Regions from separate parts of the Bos taurus genome. Here region 2 is linked to region 1. Evidence: chromatin contacts called from public Hi-C data. All regions are on one chromosome and are shown on one strand. Each heading gives the region's core, a stretch centred on a gene start, on an enhancer-like site or on the middle of the called end of the contact. The rest is flanking DNA. Distances are from core to core; before and after follow the strand shown.

The links. Hi-C and Micro-C count contacts between places; a contact is called where the count stands out from the background.
Region 2: a Hi-C map of liver shows a contact between it and region 1, with 2.2 times the contacts expected there. The contact joins the enhancer-like site here to the promoter of BRCA2 in region 1. A contact is called at or near these places in 3 of 11 Hi-C or Micro-C datasets (blastocyst, liver and skin fibroblasts).

What each region holds. Positions count from the first base shown.
Region 1 is chr12:28,666,960-28,670,226 of ARS-UCD2.0, forward strand. It overlaps BRCA2 (BRCA2 DNA repair associated), which reads right to left and starts at 1,698. Exons shown (of 27, transcript XM_002691807.6): 1 at 1,533-1,698; 2 at 760-861. The coding sequence starts at 826. It also overlaps a transcript of ZAR1L not described here.
Region 2 is chr12:28,785,474-28,788,740 of ARS-UCD2.0, forward strand. It overlaps FRY (FRY microtubule binding protein), which reads right to left. Exons shown (of 61, transcript NM_001205616.1): 47 at 2,965-3,105; 48 at 817-996. Among named protein-coding and RNA genes, the nearest start is that of ZAR1L, 120 kb to the left of the region's middle. Within about 2 kb of position 1,753, at least 20 of the 102 cell types and tissues checked have an H3K27ac peak or open chromatin away from gene starts, as enhancers often do. A contact at or near this core is called in liver, where this site is marked.

The DNA.
Region 1 (3,267 bases), core at 448-2,947:
CATGGTTTCCCACATTGCAACTTTTAAGAAACTCCCACTTAAGTTTGGTATAATACCAAAGAAAACTACCCACAATAAAGTGAAAACAGTTAATTAAAAACACTCCTTTTTCTAACTACATTTTCTGTGTAAGGTATGGTTTTCTTCATATACCTCTATCAAAACATATTGTAAAGAATTAAATGCAATTCTTTGAGAATGAGCATGAGAATCCAGCTATCTTCTATTGAGCTAGATAGTAAAGAGAACTGCAAAATTTTAAAGTAATGTCACTCTTCACATTTTTCTTGGAAAAGTTATTTTTCATAAACATATTATTCATGTTAATATGCAATGAGTTTATTTTTGTTATTAACTTAATGTTCTTAAAAGTTCTTAGTTTTAATTTCTAATATGGTAACCTAGACAAAAGCTCTCAGTCCTCAATCATTTTAAGAGTGTAAGGCGAACTGAGACCAAAAAGTTGGGACAACTTCTGCTATTATGTTACTAATGCTTCTGACTTGCTAGGAAGTCTCTGCTTTAAAAACAGTTCTACTCATCAAGGGGCCAGTTTCCTCTTTATCCACCACAGGTTCTACACCGATCATTTGGTTAACTGTAAATGATTACTTTTCTGATTTATGACTTCATAAAGCACAGTTTATGGTGTAAACAAAAACGTGAAGCACTGGATTCTTTTCAACAAGCATGCATAATTACATTTTTCTGAAAACATTTTTCTCAAACGATCAATTCGTATAAAAAATCTGTTAATACCTGCTTTGTTGCATCGCGCCTTAAAAATGTCAAAAAAAGTTGGCCTCTCTTTGCATCCAATCGGCATTTTTATCTACACTATTGCTTCAGAGTTTGGTGAGTCTGCAAAAGAGAACACCAAAATACACTTCACACAGATGCAGTCCTTGCTAAATGAGTCTGAGGTAAAACCGGAAGCGGTAAACCTGCCTGAAGCTACATTGTTTATTTTAAAACAAGAATCGAACTCACCGCGGGGAATTAAGTATTCTGTATTTGTGCAGTCCAATAGAGCAGCCATTAGCCACATGACTCATCTCAACTGTGGCAAGTCTGCTCAAGAACAGAATTTTTAATTATTATTTAATCTTCATTAACTAGTCACGTGTGGCCAGTGGCTGCGCAGTTAGCAGAGGGCTATTAGATAAACACCGGGTAACAATTCCCAATCAGTAAATTTTCGTTAACAAAGCAACTACCTGGGGACTAAGCGATGAGGCAGATACAATGTGCCACAGACTATGAAACATTTTCCAAAACAGCAATGTTCCGGTAAAGTAACTTCATCGTGATTCCAATGAAGGAAATTTCAGCCTGGGACATGTGGGTCGAGCGGAGCCCGAAGCTGGGCCACGGACTTCCCGGGACGGGGCGGGGGGGCTGGAGCCTCCGGCCGAGGAGCTGGTCCCTTCTCCCTGTCGGTGCGGGGCTCGGTTCCCACCCGAACACCGGAGGCGCTCCCCGCCGCCTGAGACCGCGGAAGGCTGCCCATTTCCACCCCTGCCAACACTAACCGCCTTCAGAGGTGAAGCTGGTTTATTTTTTTTGGCCAGAGGAGTCTGACAAAACGCGCCGGCACTCAGATAAGAAACCGGATCCCTCACGCTCCTTCGCGGAGACCCACCGCCCGAGACAGCAAACTTCAGCAGCCGCACCTCCGCCCACCGGGTTTCAGATTCTCGCGCCAAAAGCCTGCTCTCGGGATATGTCACGCGATGACGCCATGACGCAGCACGCAGCGTATACGCCCACCGGAATCAGAGTCTGGCTGCGCCGTAAGTGCTGCCGCTTGTGGCGAGGGCTAAACCTTGTGTCATTCCGGAGTCGCTAAAGAAAGAGTCGGGATACTCGTTCTCTTCTTCCGAGCCTTCAGAGTACCAAGCCGCGCTGTTTGGAGGGACCACGCCCCATGTATACGCCCTGCCTTCCCCTCCTCCGCTCCGTCTCTCGTTTGGATGGCCGCCCCCAGCCCCGACGCGGCCTGCGGTCTGTGAAAAGTCTTTGTTCTCTACTAAGAGGGCGTCGCCCAAAGTGGGCAGACGTTAGAAAACCCCACAGTGGTCAGTCGGCACGGATAACTTCTTCCCCAACGGAGAGCTCCCTATAGAGTGGAAGGGGCTGAGATTTGAAGCCGGAGTACATTGGTTATAGACTGCGTGTTGCTGTTGGGCAGCAGAATTTCAAAAACCTCTCAGACTCTCCCGGCTTGAAAAGTTGTTAAGCCTATCTCAAGTCTCTTGTAGTTTTGGATAATACTTCCTCCTGCAGGCTTCCGTAGTATCCTTGACGTATCCTTGACGCTCCTAGGGTACCAAGCACCTGTTTTGTGCCTGACTTGCTCTTGAAACTGCCCTGGAAGACAGCAGTCTCACTCACAGAGTATGGGCTGTGGCTAGCACAAGGCTTAATTCAGGTGTTTATCGTAGGACCTAGAAAGCTTTCAACTGGATTCTGAAGGTGATAGTGGCTCATAGGGCTTGCTACTATACAAAAGCTCCTGACCAATGAACAGTGAAAGCAACTTTGGATTCGAAAAAGGGTGCCATTTACTTGGTACCTGAGGTGTCATTTTAGTTTGATCATAATCCTTGGCTGTAGACACCTTTCCAATACACATAGATACAAAAGCATGTGATCATCTAGGTCTAAATAGCACAGATACCCAGGCCTGTGATCTTTAGCCAATAACAGCTACCTCTTAATGAGCATCTGTGAGTTATTCTTTATGCTTTATAAGTAATATCACATTTAACCTTATGATAATCTTATAAATTTTTTAGTATTGTCAGATGGGGAAACTGAAACATCCAGTTGATTTATAAATAATATCACATTTAACCTTATGATAATCTTATAAATTTTTTAGTATTGTCAGATGGGAAAACTGAATCATCCAGTTGAGTAAGTTGTCTAGTAAACAAGGCCCAGGTGGACAGAGGGGTCCATGGGGTTGCAAAGAGTGGAACACTACTGAAGCGATTTAGCATGCAGCATGCAAGTTTCTGTTCAAGTCTTTTACTTAAGATACTTAACTATCCTGTGATTAAGTCTGCATTTAACCTCTAAGAACAGTTTGCTTCTGAAATTTCCCCTTTTGGGGAGAATTCTCACTAGAGTGGACTAATGAGACCGGTTGGCATGTTATACAACCCTCTGAAATATATTTTTTTGCTAAGTACGCTGTCCCCCCAACCCCCATAACTATGCTTCTTGCTGCTGCAGAACCAGGTTTTTTACATTTATGTGTCC
Region 2 (3,267 bases), core at 503-3,002, 120 kb after region 1:
TGGGGTAAGAGAGACAGGAAAGCAAATGTATTTTTATATCTTAGACTAACATACTTAAGTGCAGGTTTCCAAAAGTTTGTTCATGGACCAGCAGGTAAATCGGACTATTTTGTGTCCTCTTTTCTTCCTGACTCCTTAGTTTGGTTCATAGGTCTCTTCTCTCCACATTTCCTTTCTTTCTCAAGGCAAGAATTTAAATGGTGGTACTGTAAAAAGCAGTGTGGGAGACTTCCCTTGATGGTTCAGTTTTTAGAACTCCATGTGCCCACTGTAGGGCCCGTGGGTTTGATCCCTGGTCGGGCAGCTAAAATCCTGCATGCCATGTGACCCCACCAAAAAAACTGAACTTAATAAAAATGAAAACACAACATATCAACTTTAAAAAAATTGTTAAAGAAAAAAAAGCATTGTGGCTTGGGGAAATGACCATAAGGGCAGATTCCATAAATCTCGGTCATTCACTGGTTTGGCTACAGTTCAGGAAAGAAGGTTGCAGATACCAGACAGGACGTGGCAGCAGTCAGATAAAGAATGAGTGAAGCTCATGGTTTAAAATGCTTAAGATCATTCCATTTTAAAAATTGTCTTTTCTGTGGAATCGTTTTTACATAACTGAGGCTAGCTTCTATTTTTAAAAGCTGCCAAATGAGAGCCCCTATGAATGTGTTCTTAAAAAAGAAAAAAAATAGGACCTCATTAGGCCTTAGAAGCTTTCATGTGACATAAATGTAAAGGAAGCCCTCCTTCTCCAGGCAGCTAGTTTAGAACTTTGCTCCTATGCATTCACGCTAAAGTTCACGGGAACAGTTAACATACCTCTGAGATATCAAAGTGGAAGTCTAGGGTTTTTCCAGGTAATTCCTTGGATGAGCTCGTCCACACTCGATGTATTTCTATCTTTGAGAGGTCGCTGTGTTGGTAGGAAGGCAAAACGAGGCTGGCCGATCGAGAAACCACCAGCTTCAAAATATTCAGAGCTTCTCTCCAGTGAATGCTCTGAAGGAAATGAAACAGTCAATACTTAAAAACTTATTTCATTAAAAAAAAAACTAACATGCTCCTAGCTACTGAAGCTTCTCATGACCTGTCAGAACTCACTGATTTAAAACAGTGCAGGAAATCCTTTGATAAGTAAAAGGCAAATGACATAAAAAAGATAATTTAGGAGGAGCTACATTTAGGAAATAAGCAAATAAAAAAGAACAGTTTTGTCCACATTCAAATAAACAAGTTTAAAATAACAAGGTACCACTTTTGCTAATGAGGTACTTCCTTAATTTGAAAAGCAAAACAAAACAAAAAAAGCTCCAGCCTCCATTGCAGTTACGCTACTGTTCCCTCACTCCTCAAGATTCTCCCTGCCTCCAGTTTCCATCTATGCTTCCCACTTCTCTGGCTCTTTCTGCTCCATTTGCTTCCTGGGCGTCTGACCTCTGCCCTCAGCCCTCTTCTCTTCTTGTCCGTGTCTTCCTCATGACCTAACCCCGGAGTCTGGGAACCATTCTTAACTCCCCTCTTCCCTCCCTCCTGAGAATCTGACCCCTACCCCTGCCCACCTCCATTCCTGTTGGCACTGCCTCAGCTGAATCCTCCTTGGACTATTTCAGTGGTCTCTTAACTGGCTTCCCCACTTGCAGCCTCTCCTTGGGTCCATCAAACCCATTCCAGCTACAGTGATCGTTCCAGAATCTTCAGCTCAAGCCACTTCCCCGCTTAAACATCTTCAAGAGCTCCCCCTGGTGGACAAGGAGGAGTCCACACTCTTCGAGCAAGGCCTACGTGGGTAATCTCCCCTGGAATTCGCCATCCCAGCTGATGTCTCTAGCCTCTGTGCATTTCCTCATGCTGTTCTCTCATCCTGGAATGCCCTTCCTCTCCTTCCTTATCAAACTCCTACTCTTCCTGAAAGTCTCACTGTGTTTCACCATCTTTGTGTCTCTGACAACTCCCAGGCAGACCAAGACACTTTTCCCATAAAAATACTGAACATGGATAACCAGCCTGATAAATGTTATTATTTGTCTAGGACTTGGAATAAAAGCACATGAAGTAAAACGCATTCCCTTCATTGTTAACTTCTGCACAAGGGAGGTCATGGTTTGATATGAAATTAGCCACCATTCAGTAAAGATCTCAAGTACCAGGGATGATCCACAGGCATAAGAACAGGTAGTCTAATAAAACAAATTTTTTTTTTTTGAACAAGGGGCAAAGATGTGAACTGCCCCTCTGTCTCTCGTGAGTGTCAAGTGAGAAAGCGATAATGAACATCTACCACATGGTACAACTGTTACTGGAGCAATGCCACTTGGAGGAAAAAAAAAGCTTGAAAATCATTTTTAGTATTTGCAAATTCTTCAAGTAATGTGACTGGTGAAGTGAAGATGGGGAAAAAAATGTTTAAAGTTGTCAAGCTTAGTCAATGAATTTAACCAGAGAAAGCCGAGCATTTGCCCTTGAACTCTGAAACTCACCAAGTACACAGTATGTTTTGTTTGTTGGAGTATTTTTAAGTATAAGTATGCCGTTTCTTAGCCTTAGTTCCTTCGACCCTAAGTGACAATTTTCTCCTCTGAATTAACCCTTCTCATCTAAAACACCTGGTCTGGAACCAGGCACACACAAGTTGCTTCTTCCTTCTCCTTTGAAATAGAACCCCTCAAACAAGACCCTGCCCCTGCCCCCCAAGCCAGGACATGCTTTCAGTATCTGGCCTTTAAGCGCAGGAGGCAGAGACGTGTCCTCTGAAGGCTCAGGAACGCGCTAGGGCCTGGTCCTGTCTTTCTCCTCAGGACACCGCTCAGGGTGCTGGTCAGCCACTGTCTTGGCCGCTCTCAGTGTGTTACGGACATTGATAAATGAATGCGCAGCCTGGCACCCATAAAACTATGGCCGAGTACAAGCTGCATACAGAGGATGTCTTTCTGGAACAACTATCTGGAAACATGCTGGTTCAATACTCACTTGCACGTATTTTTCAATGGTCTTCAGAACTTCCACGTTGAACTGCTTTACAGGAACGACAGAAAGGTCCATGTAGCTGAGCAGACTGTGGATCACCTGCAGGAGGGGCTGCTGCATGCTGGGGAGGCCCTTCTCCAGCAGCTGTGGGGGCAACGGCAGGGTGAGTCATCTGACACCAGGTTCCACACAGAAGCACCACGGTCTCCTAGTACCTTTACGACTGCGCATTTCCTTAGAAAGGAGAAGAAAACTAACTGCTGAAGAGGGGGAGATGTTAATCAAAGGCAATGCTGTAGGCCTGAT